Linked DNA regions of Mus musculus: regions 2, 3, 4 and 5 are each linked to region 1. Evidence: chromatin contacts called from public HiChIP or PLAC-seq and promoter capture Hi-C data. All regions are on one chromosome and are shown on one strand. Each heading gives the region's core, a stretch centred on a gene start, on an enhancer-like site or on the middle of the called end of the contact. The rest is flanking DNA. Distances are from core to core; before and after follow the strand shown.

Region 1 (4,291 bases), core at 1,090-3,589:
CCAAGTTTCTCACTGACGATAAGGGAGGTGTAAATATGAACATAGAGGAAGTGGATGTACCTAAGGCAACTCATGTGTCCCCATGCACTGACAGAGATACAGCTCCAGACACACATAAAGTCATCACCTCTCTCTTCATCCAATGAGTCAAATGCAGCTATTTTTTTTTAAAATGGGGGAGGGGCCGAATCTATGCTATATTTACAAACTTTTTTGTCTTTATTTCCTAATATAGTCTACATTTATACCTTATATGAGGTATAAATAATCTAGAAATTTGAATTTAAATAAGGGTGGGCAATATAGGTTAACAGAATACTATACCACTTTATAAGGAACTTGAGCAGCTGTGGAATTCAATATGGTGCATCGACTACCCTGACAATACCAAAGAACAATTGCATATGCATATACATACACACATATTCCTGTCTAGGCTAGAGGAAGCAAACCCTTAAAACAGTGAGTAGACTTACACAGTACTGACCTTAGAGTCTAAATTAAATACCATTCTCCACTAAAAGAAACCAAGACTATTAGTGAAACTACTAAGTTCTTGAATGAAGCAGGTGAAATACAAGCTGAAGACAACTGGTGCCAAAAGAAAGGTCATCCCTAAGAGACAATAAAACTGGCTTGAGTGCTCACTAGCCACACAAAGACTGTGTGAGTACCAAGGAGAGTCTAACAGTAACAGGTACAGCTCTACACAAGAGACCAAGCGTATGTATGAGTGCTGTGTGAACAAAGTGGAAGAGAATGAAAAGTAAGTTTCAAAGCTTCTCTACAGACAAATACTTATTAACTGCAACAGGACAGAAAATTTAAAGGCAGAAGTTTCTGGCAGACACCTCTTAAATCAAGGAATTTAAGGTAATGGGATAAAAAAATCTAATAAATCCCAGTCACACTCAACTTGTGCCTTGAATTTTCTTAAGTGTTGGGGCTGGTACAGAAAGTCAGGTTGGAGAAACATACAAACCAAAGGAGCGCGCCTTTCAGTTACTCATTGGGAACAGAATCAAATCCTTCTGCTCTTAAGAAAAGCACTGGGGCACTTTGGCTCCCACACCAAACATTAATCAAGAGAGTGGCCTACAGATTTGTCCACGGGTCAATCTTTGGCAGGCACTTAACTTGAGTTCCCTCTTTCTGGATCAAGTTGAAAACCAAACTCAACACCAAAAGAATCGACACATACATCAATGATAACTTCCCAATGTGGAGACTATATTGTGGTTAAGTAGAACATTCCTATTTGCCTATTATACATACTAAGCGATAATAGGGCATCAAATTGGCAATTTCCTCACGAGGGCCCCTGCCACTCAGTGAGATACTGGAGATTCACTATCTATCAGCTCTATAATCTGTCTTCACCTCCCTGAACACTGACTCTCCTGGATCCAGGGACAAAAATGAGAAAAGGAATGTGGTTTACGTATTTAGGTAGAAGTTTTAGTTCTTCCGGTTCTAGTGTGAGACCCTGGGCAAGCGATACCCAACACCTTCATTGCAAAATTGAGGCAAGTTAAGGAAGGCTCTGTACGGCCTTGTAATAGTGGACACCTGGATACTTCAATTGCCCAACATCTAATAATGACTAAACCGCAGTACGCCCCTACAAAACCTGACGTTTACTACAAAAGCCAGAATACGAGCATAGGTTCTCCGAGTTAACGAAAGCAAGGATATGTATCACAATCTTGATTTTTTAAAAAGTTCTCCAAGATGGCCCACCAGTCCTGCAAGTGACTGTCCAACGCATAACTCCATACTTGCCTCAAGCGCCTCAGCTACCACGCGCACCAAGCAATGTCCCTCCAGGTGGCCCGCTTCAGCCACACCCGCGGAGATCCAGGTCACGCTGCGATGGGTCCGCAGCACTCTGCGTACACACTCCCTCCACAGGCGGCATACTCTGGGGATGCAAAAGCACAAAGGGTTGCCGCCGGGCGGCCGGTTCCCACCGTCAGCAGCCTCGCAGCGCCAGCTAAGCACTAGGAAACCCGGGCAGAGGTCCCGGCAGAGGCGACCCCGCCACCCTCCGGGACGAAGGTCTCCTCCCGCCCCATTCGCCCTCACCCGGCTACCCGAAGCAGCGCTTTGGCCGGCAGGAAGGTAAACACACGCTCCACCACCTCCGCAAGGTTACTCAGCACGTAGGTGCTTCGCGGATCTGTGGAGGAGGAGACGCCGCCACCGCCGCCTGCCGGCTCCATTCCTCGCCTACCGGCCCGAAGGCCCTACAGAGTCTCAGGGGTACCGGAGCGGCCGGCGCACCACCTACAACCCGAGCTCCCTGAGCAGGCGCGCGCCACTTCCGGTGGGCCGCTTCCGGTACTGGACACGCCGCTGCGGCGGTGCACCGGCCTGCACAGTTCCGCCCGGAAGGGACCGGAGGCAGCCTGGCGTTTAAGCCGGCTGCAAACACTATTTGGTCAATCTGGTTAACTCGTTAGGTCTTAAGTTTTAAGCGAGTAGACATAAATAGCACTCGCCATTCTTTGGCACTATTAATTGCTACAGAAAGCACATGCCAAACCAGATAGATATTTTCACACAGGAGCCATTATTCTTTGGCTCCTGCTGGCTCTTCCCTGCAGGGCTACATACAGAATCACAGGGGATGAAGCCCAACACCATACATTCCCGAACCACAAATGAAAGAACAGTAGAGGCTGCTTCATTTCAACTGAATAGGTTGTCTCCTGACTGAGGGGCACTTTGTCCCCAGCTACTTGGCCTGACCTGGTGCTTCTTGTTTTGGCTTCTAGATCTTTTACACTGTGATAACCCATTAGAACATTTTGAGCTGGACAAGATGATGCATGTTTGCATCTAGCAAGCTGGAGGCAGGAGGGTCAAAAGCCGAAAACAATCTAGACCCTACTGCAAAATATGTAAGATAACACAAAAAAACATGAACAAGCCCTCAACAAGCAGCAGCCACTTTACTCTGGAAACCTTAAGACTTAAGTAGCAAACATGGACGCATCATACAGTCTCCAAAACACCACGATACACTGGGAATGTGTGAAAACTTCAATGCTTCCCGTTAATAAAAAACCCCAGCAGCTCTGGGCTCTCCAGGAGCCCTAAATCCTACTTCTAGAACTTCCAAACTGCTCTGTGGCTCCACTCTTCTCACCAGGCACTGGTTGGGGTGGGGGTGGGGTGCGGGAACATGTTATGACGACTAGGGAATGAACACCAAGGGTCAGTATGTTTAAGAGGAGGACTTCTGAACATTTCCTCAGCTAAGGCAACCTTCAGAAAAAACAACTGTTTCTGAATGAAGTAGGGAGGCTGTACATGGAGACATAACATTCAAACCAAACATGAAACTGGCACAGGAATTTCAGTCAAGGAAAGAAAAGGCTTTCCTTCTGCTGAGATTCTGATGAGATCTACAGATAGTGGTGTGTATAGAGGCCTTGAGTGTACAAGAGGAACTGTGCTAATAGTACCCTAAGAACATTAGAGACATTAATTAAAACAGCACTAGAAACCCACATGTATTTGAATTTAAAGAACGCAGTAAGGGAATGGTTAAAGAAAAACTGAATACACTATGTGTGTACACACCAATTCTAGGTTCCCTATCCCTCTCAGTATCTTCATCTCCACTTCTGAAACCTCCCCACACCCCATCTTCTCTTTAAACAGCCTACACTAGAAATTCAATATAGAGCCTATAGACGCCTGAATTATAGCATCTCATAAGAGGGAAAGGTGACAAACTGATTTTTAAATGGTTCTTTATTCATAAACTTGATGCAAGTTTACAAAATTTACTGTACATTGCCAAATAAATCTGCAATGAAAAATAAAATCAAAAAAAAAAAAAAACCCAACCCCAAAGCATGCCAAATGTGCAGCTGTCAATCTGCTAGCCATTAGGAAATTAGAATTCAATAATGTATTCAAGATTTTGCCTTAGGCATAAGGAACTTAATAATGTGTTGAAGAATTCTGTCTTGTCACTTGTCATCTGAGCCACTGGCAATCATATATTTAGGGTAACCAAGTGACCAAGAATACCAGATATCTTTTCTGCCCTCTTAACCAACAGAATCAAGAGAAACTAACACCACACATAAAATGCACAAGTGCCACATCTCCTAGATGTGGTTTGCAAAGTTTAAAAAAAAAATCTCAAATCAAATATATAAGAAAAGCCGTTTAACTCTGTACTGGGTCGTGCAGGAGTGTGCTTCGAGGTTTCTTTTAAAAGTGCTTAAGTAGCTAGATTCAAATCAAACATGGATCCAAAAAAGTCTATTACCAA
Region 2 (3,850 bases), core at 179-2,678, 510 kb after region 1:
ATTCATTCGGCACATGTGGCTAAATATAAATATTCTATCATTGCTGCCACAGCCAACCTTCAGCAGTCTGCCTGCTCCAGCTTGGAATTACTAATGCAGACAGGTATTTTGATCCGAGTGTCATTTCCCCAGGTCTAAATGCTAGACAGGGTGATCAGCGGCTCCAAAAGTGATCCAGGTGTGACTGCTATGCGCTCCCACCATGGCGCTGGCTCCCCAGATTCATCTGGGGCAGCCAAAGTGGGTTTTTTGTTTGGTTTCCTTGGGGGTTTGTTTTGTTTTCTTAAACGACAAGAAGTGAAACAGACTAGCTAGCCAACTCTCCTTGCAATGGCTGGTACTTTGAGTCTCCTATTCAGGTGGGCCATTTCCGCTTTGGGAACAAAATGAAGAATGCCTTATTTCTGTAAACAGGATGGAAAAGGTTCAAATTAGGACACCAGTTGCAGAGCACTTCAGCCTATTATCTGTCAGTACTTATGGTCAACCGTGGGTCATTTGTCACAGGAAACCTGGAGTTCTCACTATAAGCAGATGTGTCGGGTTACAGACTTCTGCACCCCTGATTAATAACGACAAAAAAAGTGATGATTCCGTGTCTGAAAACTGTATCAGGCAGGAGGTGGCCCTCACAGATCATATCCACTCAGTCCCTCTCAAGAGGGACGCTGGGTTTGTCTAAGGTACAAGTCAGATCACAGGAACTCATCCCTAGGGCTTATGCAACACGCGGAACAGAAACACAATATTTCGCTGCCGGGGGGGGTCCCCAACAAGCACATAGCTTCTGTTCACCGGTGCCAGGGTTTCTGGTTTGCCGGTGTCTTCTCCCACAGGAATGCCAGGGCTGCCTCAGAGAGCTGTGCTCCCAGAGGTCAGCACGGATCCCCGTCAGGGTCCTCACAGCCCGGAAGCAGGGGCTCCAGAAACACTTGTAGAGCGAACGAAGGTGCGGATGGCTGCTGGCACTGGCGCCCCGCACCTAGCCTTGCTAGGTGCCCCCGACTGACTGCGCCCCGCGGCCTCCCTCGGGCTGGCGCGGCTCCTGGAGAGAGCCTCTGCGTCGCCTTCAATAATTCACAGCCCGGGTCCTCCCGTAACCCCGACACCCCGCGGGGCCCCGCACCTTCTCGCCCTCATCCGGGTTCTTGTCCGGGTGGTACTTGAGCGCCAGCTTCCGATAGGCCTTCTTGATCTCCTCCGGGGACGCGCTGGGCTTCACCCCCAGGATGTCATAGTACTGGGTCTCCTTCACCATCTTGTCTCTGCGGGGTGGGGCGGACGAAGCGGGTCAGCGCGCCCCCGACGCCCCCGGCCCGTGCCCCCGACGCCGGCCTGCGCGTCACCGTCTCGGTCGCGGCCGCTTCCCGGGGCTCCGTCCCGAGCGTGAGCCCGGGACCCAGTTGCGCTCCCGGCACCGCCGCACTCGAGCCGCCGGTACCTCCGCCGCCGGCTTTTATTCGGCGCCGGCGGAAGGTTCCGCCAGGAGGCGTGACGCCACATAGGCCCAGAACGTTCGCGGAGGTTCCGGCGGCTCCGGGGCTCGGTCCTCCGGCCGGGCGCGCGCGCTCACCCGTTCTCTTCTGAAGTCTGCTCCTCTGGCTGGCCGTCCGACTCCCCGGAGCTCCAGTTCTGACTGCCGCCACGGGCCATGTTGGGGTGCTCGGGGGTGGGGGGCTTCGGCGTGGAGGTTTCGGGCTTCGTGGTGGAAGTCGTTCGCTGCCGATTGTCACGCCGCCCCGAGGCCGTCCCCTTGCCCTTGCGTGGGTCCGCGGGGTTGGGTCGCTCTGGGATCCGATGGCCTGCAGGAGGGCCTCGTGTGCGCGAACCCTGGGCAGAGGAGAGCTTGGACTGGGAGGTCAGCGGACGCGCGGACCCCACCCGGCCTCTGCCTCGGGGTGTGGCCCCCTTCTGTTCGGTCACTGCGGGGGTGTGCTCTGGGGTCTGCCTTGGATTGTTGCATTTTGGGGGGTGTTGGAGTGAATGGCTGCCTTCTGTGGTGGCGTCGAGATCCTGCGGTGGCTGGTTCCCCCTAGGCATCTTGAAGGCTGGGTGACCATTAGCCTTTGAAGATGTGAACAGTGGCCTTTAGGTGGCCTGAGTTTGGACACTGGCCTCTCTATTGCCCACAGCTGGAAACCTCATAAGTACCCCAAGGGTGAGGAGTGACGTTTCCCAGCTGTGAGCAGTGATGACGTCTATCACCTGTGAACAGTGACATTATTTCCAAGTCTTTCAAGGATGAGCAGTGATCTCTCTTTTTTTTCAGGAGTGGGAATCCCCACCCCACCCCCACCCCCATACACACACATATCAATGCACAAATGGGCCAAGGCAGAGCCATCGAACCAGTATTGCAGCTCTACCGGGCACTGAAGCCTACAAGACCAGGCGGTCCAATCTTCTACTTCTCTAGGCTGCTTTCAACGGATGCCACGATTAAGACTACTCAAAACATGTGGGTGTGGACTTGCTGCTGCAGCGCTATCAGAATACTGCAGACCCTTCTGGCCTACTTAGGCTTCTCGTGGTGCAACACTTTATCCAGGAGAGGAAGCCACCCTGGCCAGCTCCCTGGAGTCCACTGGCCTGGGTTTTGATCTGGTGGCTGAAGCTCCTCTTTCATGCGCGCAATAGGGATACAAACGACTTAATACCCATGAGAAATTAAGCCAAGCCGCTAGCTTCTTTTCCGGGGAACATGAGAATCCACTTTCTGGATCTTGCTCCTATAGAACAGTCACTTTTGGGCAGATTCAGGACAGGAGGTCAGGAATTTGTGACTCCATTTTCCTGTGTCTTCTCTACACAAATCTCTGCCGTCGGGCTTATTTCTCCACTTCTGGGACATGATCACTGTCAAGTGCCCATCTTTCTCTCAGGACATCTGCAAAGATCAAAGAGAATGATAGCTATAAAGCTCCTGACAAGAACCTGGCTTGCTCACTTAGAAACATTTTTTTTTCTTTTCTTTTTTCCCCCGTTTTGTTGCCTTTGAAACAAGGTCTTGCAACATAGCTTTGACTGCCCTTAAACTTAGGATCCTCCTGCCCCAGGCTCCCAAATGCTGGGATTATAGATGGGAGGCATTGCAGTTAGCTCATCTGAAAACTTCTAAAACTCCAGGCTACACCCCAGTTACTACAGAGCTTCCAGGTAGAGTGCAGGCCCCTGTCAAGTGGGTCTAGTGTTGGAACTAGAGGTAAGAACACAGCACAGCTTCACGGCTCTACCCAGATTCAGTTCTGTGGACCAGTGGCATTGGTAGGAGGGGCATGGGAGAAAGATGGCTCAGGTGTGGTTAGAGCCTAGAAACAGAGTTCTCAGTTTATTGGCTAGTTAAACTTGGGTTCTTAGCCTTCCAAATGTTGTTACAGGTGTGTACTGTTGTGCGTCACCCAGCATAGTATTACTGACTGATGGGTTTTCTGTCTTTCTGTCTTTCTTTCTTTCTTTCTTTTTTTTTTTTTATGGACAAGGTTTCATTCTGCATTCTTGACTGTCCTAGAACTCACTCTATAGACCTTGAACTCACAGAGATCCACATGTCTTAGACTCTCAAGTGCTATATTTAAAGGCTTGAATTTTTAAAGAAAAATCTTTACACCTTAGCTAAACATGGATAAAAAATTCCCTTTACCAACCTTTACACTGTTCCTCTGAGCATTTTCCAGTCTAGGTCTGTAAAAGCTGTATATCTAAGATGACCCTCACCTCCCTTAAAATCCCTACCTGAAATGCTCAGGCCTGCCAAAGAACTGACTGTTCTGGCCCACATCTGGGATTAGGGCCTCTGGCTCCAAGTCTTCTTCAGAGGGTGGACTTGACTGATCGCTGCAGGCTCACAGTG
Region 3 (3,978 bases), core at 1,151-3,650, 440 kb after region 1:
TCACAATTGGATCAGACAGGTATGGGCTAAGGAAAGAGAAAAGAAATAATTTTGCATTCTTTAGAATATTGTTACATTACAAAAACCAAAATTTTCCACTCTTTGGGTATGGCTGTCTTTGAGCTCACAGAGATCTGTCTGTCTCTGCTTTGGAGTGCTGGGATTAAGGGACTGTGCCACAATATTTGGCTTCACTTGTAAATATGTTAGAACATTGGGAAAGCTGGCGATGTTGACTCTGTGAAGCTGGATATGAAGACTCTGATTCAACTAGCGAGCTCTTGGAGGACAGAGGAGAATTCAGGCAACTCGGACCCGGCCTGGGCTATAGAGTGAGATCCTGTCTCAAACAACCAACCAAACAAGACAACAAAATGCACAAAACAACAACCACAAAACCCATGACAGAGAAAGGGGACATTTTTAAAAAATGAGATAGCACGGCAAGTGTTACAGATACTCAGTCTTTGGGTCATGTCTCAGGAGAACAAAACTAAACTAAACAAAAACAAAAACAAAACAAAACAAGCAAACAACAAAACTCTTCTCTTGGTTGTTAGATATAGTGGTGGATGCCGGTAATCCTAGAACTCCAGCGGATTATGATGGAGTATTCGGAGATCACCAGGTTTACGTGGAAACTGCAGGCTACCCTAGTCAGGGCTGCATAGCAAGCCCCAATTTCTCATAAATCAATCTCTCTCTCTCTCTCTCTCTCTCTCTCTCTCTCTCTCTCTCTCTCCCTTTCTCTCCTCTCTCTCCCTCCCTCCCTCTCTCTCCCCTTCTCTCCTCTCTCCTCTCCCTCCCACCTCCCTCCTCTCTCTCTCCCTCCTTCTCTTCCCTCCCCTCTCTCCCTACCCACCTCTTTCTGTCTGTTCTAAGTCCTTGAGGACTTAGAAAGGACATTTAGTACATTGTCTGAACTAGAACATGCGTTGCTTCTTTTACTTTTGGAAGAATCTCACCATTCCCTTAAAGACCTCGGTTGAACACGGAAGGGCAGGAAGAGGTGATGGGTGCGGGGTCCGGGGTGTGTGTGCATGCGCGCGCGCGCGCGCGCGGCGGGGACGGAGGGGGGGGGGATCCGGGCTGTGCAACTGGATCCGAATCCTTGCCCTACAGTCCAAGGACCCAGGGGGCGGGATGCTAAATCAGCCACTTCACCTATGACAGGTAAGTAGGCAGCTGCGCAGAACAGGAGGCAGCAGCGGTCCCAGGAACCTCTCTACCTATGCAGCCAGAGCTAGCGCTGAAGGCGCCGCTAGCGAGGCACTAACCAGGACCACACACCCACCCAGAGTTCAAAGCGCGCGCGCGCGCCTTTTGGCGCCCGGGTGATAGATAGTATGAGGGGAACCTCGGGTAGGGCTTTCTCCTGAGCCCAGGACCATCAGGTCACACAAACTTCCCGTGACACACCCTGCAGCGGGTCAAGGGTTTTAATGGGGGGGTACCCGGGAAGGAGGTGCGGTCTCTGGAGCCTCACCCTGCATTTGCGTCCGTCCACTGTCTCCTCCTCGAAGCCCTCTCCGACCTTGAAGTTGATCTCCGTGGTGCGCACAGTAGTGGATGTCTTGATGTAGAACTGATCCCCGTCTTGGCGGATCTCCACGTGCGGCTTAGACGCAGCCGCCACGGCCACCTTCCTCAGCATGGCGTTCACACCTGCGCAAGGAAGCATAGATTCGGGTCTCTGGTCCTCACCCACTGGTCTCCCCCAGACCTGTTTGGCACTTCCCAAATCCTCTGGCTTTAGACGGGGCTCTTAAATTAGTCCCACTTGTCTCTTTCCTCCCTTGGGTTTTAGAGAAGAAAACCCGAGGCTTAAAGTCGGCAAGCGGCTTTCCTGAGTTACCCAGGGCTTTCATGGCAAGATCTGGTCTTTTAAAAGCCCCAGTTTAAAGTCCCTGCTCTTCACTGTGATCTAGCACGAGATAAAGATGGGACCGTCGAGAAAGGCGCCAAATGTCCAGCAAACGTTAGTTGAACTCCCTGGGGCTGGAGCCCGCTCTCCTCTGCGACCTGGGTTTGGGGGGTGGGGGAACCTCAAAGGAAACAGAGATTCATCACTCCGTTGACTCCCTCCTGCCTGAACCTACCCAGGCCACCCTCTCTGGGACCCGGGCGCCTCGCAGCTGCTTCTAACAGACCGGACATACTCTCTGTACCAGCTTACCCAACGCCTTGAGGAGCTCGTCGAAATTCTCGCTGCTGCGCATCTTCCAGGTACCGGCGAAGTTGGGCATGGTGGCAGTGGTGTTGGCTGTAGCGGCGGCGCGAAGGCAGGGGCAGGCACCCACCTCTGCTGCGGAGCGGTCGCACGCTGCGTTGCAGAGAGACTGGCGTTCTGCGCCCAGCCGCAAGCGCCTTGAGTCGCTAGGGTAGCGCCCCCCCCCTTCTGGGGCCCCGCCCTCAAGTCCCGCCCCTGCCCTGCGTGCACGAGGGGCGGGGGGTGGCCCACGAGGGGTGAGCCCGACTCCCCGCCCTAAGGCGCCCCTCACCATTCCTCATCTTCTCAGCCACTAGTGATGCAACTTGGAACTTGCTCTCCCCTGGTGCCTCCTCCACCACGCCGCCCACATTCTGTTTTAAACTGGGTGGTAGGAGAGGGTTTAATGAAGCTAGGTCGGCCTGGAGGAGATACATGAGGCTAGCTAGGTAGTGGGGATTCAGGGGAACGCGACATTCTTTCTCTACTTTTGCCTATGTTTGAAAATATCTGTTAGTAGTAAGGCCATAGGCATGGAAGCCACTTTCTTTCCACCCATACTTTCTGGCTGCCACTAGCCGGTCGAATTTGCTCTGTTCGGCTTTTCAGTTAGCATATGGAGGACCAATTAGAGTGGCGGGAAAGGCCCAGCCCCTACCCTTGCTTATCCCGGGCATGGAGGCACGGAGGTACCAAGGCAGGTTCAAACGGGTGCTGGAAACCAAGCCTCTCATGCAGGTTTTCTGCTTAAGTTAGAAGGGAGCCCAGACCAACACCGTCCCTTTGTTGTTGCCTAAGGGACGGAACAAGCAAAATGCAGGGAAATGCGGCAGCTTATTTTGTAAAATTGCGGGTTTGAGCTCTGCAGTCCTACTGGGAAGGCCTAGCAAGAAAGCCTAGCTCCTGCCTTTGCTCTAACAGATCTGAAAATCAACGCCAGAGCCCAGAGTCTCCACTAAGGAGTGTACACACAGGTCCCTGTGCCTTACCAGCTTTCAGACCTCAACATTTCCTTGCAGCCTCTTTCCACTGTTTCACCATTGCTACACCTCAGCCAAACTGCCCAATTCAGGATCTTAGAACCTGCCACGGGTGGCTCCATATCAGCCGTTGACCATGCTGCTCGAGGTCCCCAAAGGTCACTTTTCCTTCATGGGCTGAAAAAAAAAAAAGCTTGCCCACTCCTCATGACACAGGTGTTGTAAAATTCTGTTTAGGTCCTAAGCAGATTACTTTCCTCGGAATTGACAGGATTCCTTCTGGTCCAGTCTTCCCTGTGAAAATAGGCCATTTAGAGCTCAGCGATCAAAGTTGATCAATGCACCCTCATTTCCTCAGGCTCAGCCAGGTGGGGCTCAGAAGTGAATCGATTCTCAAAAGATGCAGATGTTCTGAAGCCTAGAGGTGATTGTGGGGTGAGGATTCCCCGAGGACCTGGGGTTGGTTCATGCTGAATGCTGCTAACAGAAGAGGGCCTCTGTACTTCTAGAAGGGACTGCAATTGGTCTTCTGCCCAGGGGCCCTGAGAAGCCATCTAAGACAGATGAAGACAAGAGAGTGGAGAGGGGCCATCATGGGCTGGGAAAGGGTGTGTGGGGACAACAACTTCTTACATGTGCCATCTGTGCCCACATGGGGCCGTATGCTTAGAAGAAGTTGGTAACTGAATTGGAAAACAGAAAGCAGCTCTGGTGTGGACATCTTGAAGTATTTCATGTATTTACTTTCATGTCTTTATGTATTATGTGTGGTATGTGCAGGTGCACATG
Region 4 (4,075 bases), core at 1,162-3,661, 330 kb before region 1:
GGGGCTTCGGTCTGAGATTCTCTGGGTTCTGGGTCCCCTCAGCCCAGTGTCTGCTGCTTTTCACACCCACCTCGAACAGCCTCAAGCCTACATTTCAAAACAAAGAGGAGTCCCTGGGCGAACTCAGCTTGGGTTCATTCAACACCAACTCCATTCTGTTTTACTTTCAACCCGGTCTACACACCCTGGATTTTAGCTGCATTGTTTACATTAAAGTCCCCTCTAGGCATTACTAGTTCTGGGTAAACATTTACAAATAGCCCACCAAGACCAATCCCCTCCTTCTACAGTGTGGAAATGGAGTTACAGAGAGGAAGAAATCCCTGGTGCCACACAGAGGGCCTGGTCTACCTCGATCTGAGTAGCAGATCCCCTGGCTTCCTGGAACTGGGGTCTCCTGTCGCACCCTCTCCACCTGCTTCTTGTCAACACTTATTTCCCAGTCTGAGCAACTCCTGGCCAGAGCACCTATCATCCTAGGAGGGTTTTAACCAATAAACTCCCTGAACCTTTCTTTATGCTAGCCGGACATCAAAACAAGAACACAGGCCCCTCTTCTGCGCCGCTGGCCTTCTTCCCTTGGCTCCGGGTGGGATGGATACCTTTTCTCCCTGTTCATCAAAGGAATTCTAAACACAACCCAGACAGGCAGCACCTAGGATTCCGGGTCCTCCACTCTCCCGATCCTACATGGTCCGGGCCACGGAGAACACAACTCCCGAGGCTCTCACGCTCACATACATACAATTCCCCCCGACCCCCGCACTCGCAGACACATAGCAGGGTTCCCAGCGCACGCAGCCTTTCACACCGGCTTCCCGTCGGAAGCTCAGCTGTCGGCTACACAGTCGTACATCCTACTGACGCGGCGCAGCGCTGCGGGCCGGGAGAGAGGCTTACCTGGCAGATGCAGGCCGCGGGCGCCGGGGAGCGGGCCGGGGCTGCGCGGGCTGCCAGCCGCAGCGCGCTCCAGCAGGAGGCCGTGGTCAGCTCGGCAGAGCAGCTCATGCTCCCGCAGCGAGAACTCGTCTCCAGGGAGCAGCTGGCGGCTGCACACGGAGCAGCGGAAGCACTCGATGTGGTACACGCTGTCCCGCGCCCGCATCACCAGGTCACTGCTGCTGAAGCCCACCTGGCACTGGGCACACTTGATGCCGAACAGCCTGCGGGCCCGGGTGCGGCGGGCGTCAGCGCAGGGACCCGAGCCCAGGACGCGCAGCCGTGTCCCCCCCAGCCCAAGGGGGCCGAACCCCGGGTCCCGCCGGCTCACCTGACGTAGTCCCGCTTGCAGTAGGTTTTCCCGTCTCTCACGAAGCACGTGCACGTCTCGTCCAGGTACTGGCTGCACTCCGCGCACTTGAGGCAGGCGGCGTGCCACTCGAGGTCGGGCGACACGCGAAGGATAAACTGGTCGTGGATCTGACTCCCGCAGCCCACGCACATGGCCGTCCCGGGCTTCTCTAGCAGGGAAGGGCGCAGGGCCCGCGTCAGGCCCGGTACAGGACCCGGCCGGCCTTGGCCGCTGCAGCAGCCCCAACCCAACCCGCCCTCCCTTGCTTGATCTCCCGCTCTAAAAGTGAGACCACTTTCGAATGATCCAGAAAGTAGGAAACGAAAACAACACAATCTCCTGATATTTCCATTATCACCGTCTTTGAACGCGGACGTAGTATCGGTTCAGCTAGAGACAGAGCTAACGGGAGGCAGACGACAGCACGGTGACACTGGGGAGCTACGGACGCCTCCGTGTCCACACTGTCAGCCAAGCCCGGATTTCCGCCCGCTCCCGCTCACAGCGACTCCCTATTTCAACGCAGACACCGCAGCATTCAGCCCTGTCCCCTCTTAGCTTCTTCGACAGTTCTTAGTTTAAACACCTCAGATCAAGCTACTGAAACCTCTCTACCTTCCTAAGGCAGAGAAGAAACCCATTTCTCTAAATCAAACCTAATTGTCCTAGCAGAAAAGAAAAAGAATTTCACAGCCTGAGGTCATTCCAGCCAACTTGGGAAATAATGTCTAATTGCAAAATAAAATAGTAGGATTCCAACGAATAAACAGTGTTATGGGCGAAATGCACTGCTTGTTTGTTTGTTTTTTTTTATTCTCCCAAGTATTTTGTCAAATAAAAGCCACTTGTAGAATCCGCTAAACATTCTTCTGCATTGGAAATGTTGCATATCAAGCACACATACACACCCACACACAGAGAAAGACTTACTCTTGGAATGATCCCCCATAGCACCCAGAAAAGGATAATGAAAAATAATATCCACCATGCAGAGAGAGATGTGAGCAAAGCTTGCGGCCGGGGACAGAAGGACCAGGGTCGAGCGCCCAGCCTCTGCTCTTTGCTAACTAACTCCTGCCCCGCGGAGTTGAAGGAGCGATTCCGCACCGGCCCGCACGCAGCATGACGTCAGCACGCACTCGCCCGGGGCCCGAGCTGGAGGCGGGACCTGTAGCGTCACCCAGCTCTCCCACCGCCCTGGGGCTTGCTCGGGAGATGATGGGGACCCGGAGGGTGGGCTGGGGTAGACACGGAGGCGCAGGGAGATTGGCTGGGAGGAAGTGGGAAAGCTCTGATTGGTTCGGAGTGAACAATGGAGCGCAGCCCCCTCCCCCGAAACCTTCCTAGATCCTCTCTGCAGCCCCGGGTCCCGCAATCCCTTGGAAGCCGCATCTCCACCCCGCGGGCTCTGCCGCAGCGCCGCGCTTTCTTCGGACTTGTAGGGCGTTTGCCTAGCAAGGCAATAGTCTTCTGGGAATAGATGAGAGTCGTCTCCCCCTTAAAAGTGTTTTTCTTTTATAATTTTTAAATTAAAAATTCCTCCTGGGGACGACAGACCTTGAGGGAGAAAAGAGGATTCGCTGTTTCGGGACCATCACTGGTCCAGCCGGCCACCTTTCTCCCTGGTGGGCCTGAGCCTTTGTTCGGCGGGGTCCAAGTTAGGGAGAACGGGTAGGAAATGAGCACCTGGGTTTGGATAAACTCTATGCGGACTTTCCCACCCGCGCCGCCTGTAGAAAACTCGATGTTGCAGGTGGGTAAGCCAAAAGGAATCCAGAGACTTAGAGCCACAGTCCTCCCACCCACCCTGGCCTAGGCACTTTTCCTCCCTCCTACTTTTTGCTCTTTTGGTTAAATTGATGCTGACTCCCACCCTCTCCTTTCTCCTCTCAGCTGCATAGAGCCTAAAAACAGTGCTGTGATGTGTCACTCATACAGTAAAAGATTTTTACGAACTCTCTGATTTTGGGTTACACAAACCAATTACAACACAACTAATCAGAAACAAATGTGGGACACGGGGTAATTTACCGTCTTCCCGGTGGCTTTTTAATCCTAGAAAAATCTGCGATTTCTAAGACTCGGGATTTTTTTAAACAAAAATCGTTGTGAATTTTGTTTCAAAGGGTTGAAAGACAAATCGATGAGGTACAAACAGTGTTTATCCAACGGTGGTCTGTTGGTCCCTCACTCCCATTCTGAAAGGACACCAAAAACTTGATACCTCTCTAAGTGGGGCGCGGGTGGGCTTCTGGGATAAAGTATCTCGACCAAAAGCTATGTCCGGACTTGGATCCCGCAGGCCTCGCTGCCCGAGATCTATCTAATTCAGGCGCGGCGGTCCAACTGCTAAGAGCCGAAGCTGCTGGGCTGGGAAATGGTTGCAGTCAAGAGCGTCGGCACAGGTTCTGCAGAAAGTCGGGGTTAGAAAGGCTGCTCGGAGATGCCCCAGCGCTGGAAACAGTCTGGCACCTCGCTCCACAGCCGGATTCCTGTAGCTTTTGACCCCGCCTCCACCTTTAGAGCGCTAGTGTTCTCTGGACCCAGAGTTTTGCCACAGCCTACAACCCGCTTGACAACAGGCCGACCCTTCCCCATCTTTCCTACTAGCGCCCCAGCCGCTCTGGCTCTGGGGCTGGTTAAGTTTGCATGACTGTATCTCTGCTGGTAAACCACAAACCATGAAGTAAAGGGTCCTGCATCAGCGCTGGTCTCTGTGACTTTGGGTGTTTCATTTCTTCTTCCTCCCTCACTTTTCCTCATCTGTGAAATGGGTTGTACTTA
Region 5 (3,891 bases), core at 566-3,065, 370 kb after region 1:
TACTCGTATGCAAAAAATAAATTTAAAAAAAAGCTAAAAAAAAAAGCTAAACTAAACGGTTTATAAATTAGTAGCTTTTATAAAGTTAGAATTTTTACAGCTTTATTCCTGTTAAGTTTGAGCTTTAAAATTTGAAGATTAAATTGAAAATCCTTTAGCATTAAAATAAACCTGAATGAAGTAAGCTTTCTTTCTATAGTGCACCATTATAGACTATTATAGTTTCTTTCTTTTTTTTTTTTTTTTTTTTTTTTTTTGGTGTTTTCGAGACAGGGTTTCTCTGTATAGCCCTGGCTGTCCTGGAACTCACTTTGTAGACCAGGCTGGCCTCGAATTTCAGAAATCTGCCTGCCTCTGCCTCCCGAGTGCTGGGATTAAAGGCGTGTGCCACCACTCCCGGCGACTATTATAGTTTCTTGTATGCATTAGCTTTTCCAAACAGCTAAAGGTTAAGAAAGTGAGCAAAGACAAAGGAGCTACACAGATATCAGTGTGAACCTGATTGACAGATATCACTGTGAACTTGATTGACAGATATCACTGTAAACTTGATTGGCAGATATCACTATGAACTTGATTGACAGATATCACTGTAAACTTGATTGGCAGATATCACTGTGAACTTGATTGACAGATATCACTGTAAACTTGATTGGCAGATATCACTGTGAACTTGATTGAACCTGAGGAATTTACAAACATTGACTATCAAATATACCTTATTTACCAAGCATATAGTTACTTATTTAAATTTTCTAGAAGCCTAGTGTTAAACAACTAGCAAGGATATAAGTAGTTAGACATATAAAATATTTTAGTGATGTGTTGTGTTGTTTCCTTAGCAATAGCAAACTAAGGGCTCATTAGGACTGAGAAGTTTATCATTGTTGCTTTATACTATTTAGTCAGCCTAAGATGGTGAAGTCACATGGCCCTGTCATCTAAGGAAAGAAGGCTGCCAGCCATGTGGTTGCTTACATATTGATGAAGGTTATCTGCCAAGATGGAGGAGAGCCACATGGTTGCTATTTAGAAACATCTATTTTTTCTAAACAAGAGTCTAAGTTACATGTACAGTATATTCTAGACAAAAGTTGAATCACATAGCTAGTATGTGATCAATTATCTATTGCAGCAAATTAAAATTATATATCATAGACTTTAATTATAAACCTTTTGTTATAAGTCTAAAGCCAAATTTTGTTACAGATTTTATAGATTCTTAACCATATTCAATGAATTTACAAATCCCGAGATAGAGTTTACAGTATAGTCCTAAGAGATATTTTTAAGAGCAGACTGCAGAGAAATCATTTAGAGAAAAGATTTTTTTAAGAGTGGGAAGTTGAACCTTAGCGATAAGAGACTCTAGGATCCTTTGTTGTGGCAGAAGTTGTTACAATCTTTGAGAATTTGGAAATCAAGGGCGCCAATTTTTGGCCACTGATCTGTAATGAGGCCAAGCTGTAGTAATAAAATCTGATTCTTGACAGAGGAAGAGAGAAAGGGTCACAATTGACACCCTATAGGTGTTCCTGTAAGCTCCAGGAGGAGGCTGAGAGCTGAAGAGATGGGACTGCCAAGTTAGAGTCAGAGATAGCCAGGAGAGAGCAAGAGAGCATTGGTGTAGCAGACGGCAGGAGCCAGAGGGAGACCCTGTGGAGGGCACAGCAGGCCAGAGGGAGGCTGCTGCGGAAGAATTGGGCTCCAGAAATTGGAATCAGATTCACAAAAGATCTGTACACACCTTAGCGCAAGTGTGGTGTGGGATGGGGGTGGAGTTAGGTGAGCGGCTGGGTTCGGAACCTAAGCACCAGGGAGTACTGGTGTGCAGCTGCAGCTGGCCTCCTCCTTTGCTTTCTCTGCTCCTGCTAGCTCCTGCTCTTGCTCCCACTTTGCAACAAACTTACAGATCCATCAACCTTAACTTAAAGACATTTACACGTGCGGGGTGAGGGTGGGGAGAACAATGAGGCAAAACCAAACAGGGGTTGGAGTTTTCCCTTCCCTCATTGCTTGGCCACATTTGGACTGATTATCTAAGGGCTATTGAGGCCAGATTCAACTGTAAATTGTTTAAAGGTCCTTGAATTGGGCGCAGGTGTAGGGATCCGAGGCTCTCAGAGAGGTATCCTAAAGGAGAATCCAGAGGTACAGGTGATGCAATTTCCATGGTTCAGGTAGAGGGGAGGTCCAAGGCATCCCTAGCACCCAGGGGGCCAAAGGGGGAAGGCAGAAACTATTAAATGCACAAGCAGTTAATGGGGGCAAGGCTTAGCCTGGGCAAGCCTGAGGACAGACTCTGTGCCTAGTACCAAGACTTTTAAGTGAGTCCAAAAGGTGAAAACCAAGCTCAAAAATGAAGCCTCACCCAAGGGAAAAGATCAGTACTAGAGACTCAGGAAGCATCTAAGCTGACTGAGAGGGATCACCAACGTAATGGATGGAGGGCCAAGGTGAGGAGTCTGTTGCAGGCGAGCTGGAGATAAGAGATAGCGGCTCAGGGTGGCTTAGACCAATCCCCAAGCACACATGCAACGGGATATTCTCCTCACAGGCACCAATGTTAGTGTTTATGAGGCTGAATACCCTGGCAGGTCACACCGTGACACAGCAGATCCCAGGCAAGAGATTTGTGGGGAGGGGGATTCAAAAGGCCAGCTCAAGATAGGACAAGAGAGAGAGAGAGACAAGGACAGAGAAGGAGACAGAGAGAGGCAGACAGAGAGGGAAAGAGCAAGAGAGTGAGCTATGATCCTAAGAACATTTTAAAGGGTACACATGCTTCATTTGGCAGCTAGTGATGACATAGCTTTTGTGCTGAGTCACTGATGGTTGATTGGGGCTAATGAAAACAAAGTAAAATTCAGCTGATGAACGCTTGACTCTTGTGAAACAGTAATCTTTACATTCTGGGTTGTTTCGCTTATTATCCACAACTGTCACAAGCATCCTATGTCAGCTTGTGTTTTTCCATAATGTCAGAGTTTACTGAATAATAAAAATTCATAAAAGTACAACGGTTTTGTTGGCAGCAATTTGCCAAGCAGCACCTCTTTCTTTGATATTGAATAAATTGAACACATAGTTTTGCTCCAACCTTAATTACTAATATTAACTCTCAGATATCTTACATATAACATAGTAAATAACTCTACCTGGCTCTCTATATGTACATATATAGGTTGTTGTGTAAGACCCCCGAAGCTGGGCCTCCGCTTAAGTCCCAGTATGAACTGGCCAGCACCCCAGTGACCCAAGAGAAAACCACACCTGATGCAAACTGCGAGAGGTTTTATTATCAGCTAGCTGAGGACGAAGTCCCTCCCAGGGGAGTTCGACCCAAGCGGTGACAGTAGGGGGCTTTTAACAGCTAGCTGAGGAATTGGGAGGAGTTGGGAGGAGTTGGGAAGAGTTGGGAGGAATTGGGAGGAGTTGGGAGGAGTTGGGAGGAGTTGGGAAGAGTTGGGAGGAATTGGGAGGAGTTGGGAGGAGTTGGGAGGAATTGGGAGGAGTTGGGAGGAGTTGGGAGGAGTTGGGAAGAGTTGGGAGGAATTGGGAGGAGTTGGGAGGAGTTGGGAGGAATTGGGAGGAGTTGGGAGGAGTTGGGAGGAGCTGGGAAGAGTTGGGAGGAATTGGGAGGAGTTGGGAGGTGTTGGGAGGAATTGGGAGGAGTTGGGAGGAATTGGGAGGAGTTGGGAAGAGTTGGGAGGAATTGGGAGGAGTTGGGAGGAGTTGGGAAGAGTTGGGAGGAGTTGGGAAGAGTTCTTCTCTTCCAGGTGTCCTTGGTGAAATTTACAAGGCAGGAGTGGGGAGTGAGTTCTTTCTGAATTTTTATCTCCGTTTCCTCGGCACAGGAAGGCAGGCATCTCTGTTTGTACAGTATAGAAA

Evidence for each region. Promoter capture Hi-C pulls out the DNA fragments that hold promoters and counts their contacts. HiChIP or PLAC-seq counts read pairs in DNA pulled down with a chosen protein or histone mark.
Region 2: a contact with region 1 is called in a promoter capture Hi-C map of hematopoietic stem and progenitor cells, with 2.0 times the contacts expected there. The contact joins the promoter of Dnaja4 here to the promoter of Fbxo22 in region 1. A contact is called at or near these places in 7 of 39 promoter capture datasets (the 3T3-L1 cell line, the SN4741 cell line, frontonasal cranial neural crest and 3 more) and 2 of 115 datasets of contacts at active chromatin or transcription factors (embryonic stem cells and memory CD8 T cells).
Region 3: a contact with region 1 is called in an H3K4me3 HiChIP or PLAC-seq map of embryonic hindbrain, with 4 times the contacts expected there. The contact joins the promoter of Crabp1 here to the promoter of Fbxo22 in region 1. A contact is called at or near these places in 1 of 39 promoter capture datasets (hippocampal neurons) and 1 of 115 datasets of contacts at active chromatin or transcription factors (embryonic hindbrain).
Region 4: an HNF4G HiChIP or PLAC-seq map of pancreatic cancer cells shows a contact between it and region 1. The contact joins the promoter of Isl2 here to the promoter of Fbxo22 in region 1. A contact is called at or near these places in 2 of 39 promoter capture datasets (erythroid cells and liver), 1 of 115 datasets of contacts at active chromatin or transcription factors (pancreatic cancer cells) and 1 of 9 other capture datasets (adipose tissue).
Region 5: an H3K4me3 HiChIP or PLAC-seq map of embryonic stem cells shows a contact between it and region 1, with 9 read pairs. The contact joins the enhancer-like site here to the promoter of Fbxo22 in region 1. A contact is called at or near these places in 3 of 39 promoter capture datasets (the 3T3-L1 cell line and hippocampal neurons), 1 of 484 Hi-C or Micro-C datasets (the N1E-115 cell line), 5 of 115 datasets of contacts at active chromatin or transcription factors (the NIH/3T3 cell line, embryonic stem cells and stem cell-derived neural progenitor cells) and 1 of 9 other capture datasets (liver).

What each region holds. Positions count from the first base shown.
Region 1 is chr9:55,206,983-55,211,273 of GRCm38.p6, reverse strand. Fbxo22 (F-box protein 22) reads right to left here and starts at 2,339. Exons shown (of 7, transcript NM_028049.2): 1 at 2,086-2,339; 2 at 1,783-1,921. The coding sequence starts at 2,222. Ube2q2 (ubiquitin-conjugating enzyme E2Q family member 2) reads right to left here. Exons shown (of 13, transcript NM_180600.3): 13 at 3,745-4,291.
Region 2 is chr9:54,697,137-54,700,986 of GRCm38.p6, reverse strand. Dnaja4 (DnaJ heat shock protein family (Hsp40) member A4) reads right to left here and starts at 1,428. Exons shown (of 7, transcript NM_021422.4): 1 at 1,127-1,428. The coding sequence starts at 1,258. Gm46113 (a long non-coding RNA gene) reads left to right here and starts at 2,267. Exons shown (of 2, transcript XR_001779175.2): 1 at 2,267-3,202.
Region 3 is chr9:54,763,170-54,767,147 of GRCm38.p6, reverse strand. It overlaps Crabp1 (cellular retinoic acid binding protein I), which reads right to left and starts at 2,400. Exons shown (of 4, transcript NM_013496.3): 1 at 2,177-2,400; 2 at 1,487-1,665. The coding sequence starts at 2,246.
Region 4 is chr9:55,539,485-55,543,559 of GRCm38.p6, reverse strand. Isl2 (insulin related protein 2 (islet 2)) reads right to left here and starts at 2,411. Exons shown (of 6, transcript NM_027397.3): 1 at 2,222-2,411; 2 at 1,271-1,460; 3 at 901-1,163. The coding sequence starts at 2,279.
Region 5 is chr9:54,835,900-54,839,790 of GRCm38.p6, reverse strand. No RefSeq gene overlaps it. Among named protein-coding and RNA genes, the nearest start is that of Ireb2, 26 kb to the left of the region's middle. Within about 2 kb of position 1,815, at least 21 of the 459 cell types and tissues checked have an H3K27ac peak or open chromatin away from gene starts, as enhancers often do. A contact at or near this core is called in embryonic stem cells, where this site is marked.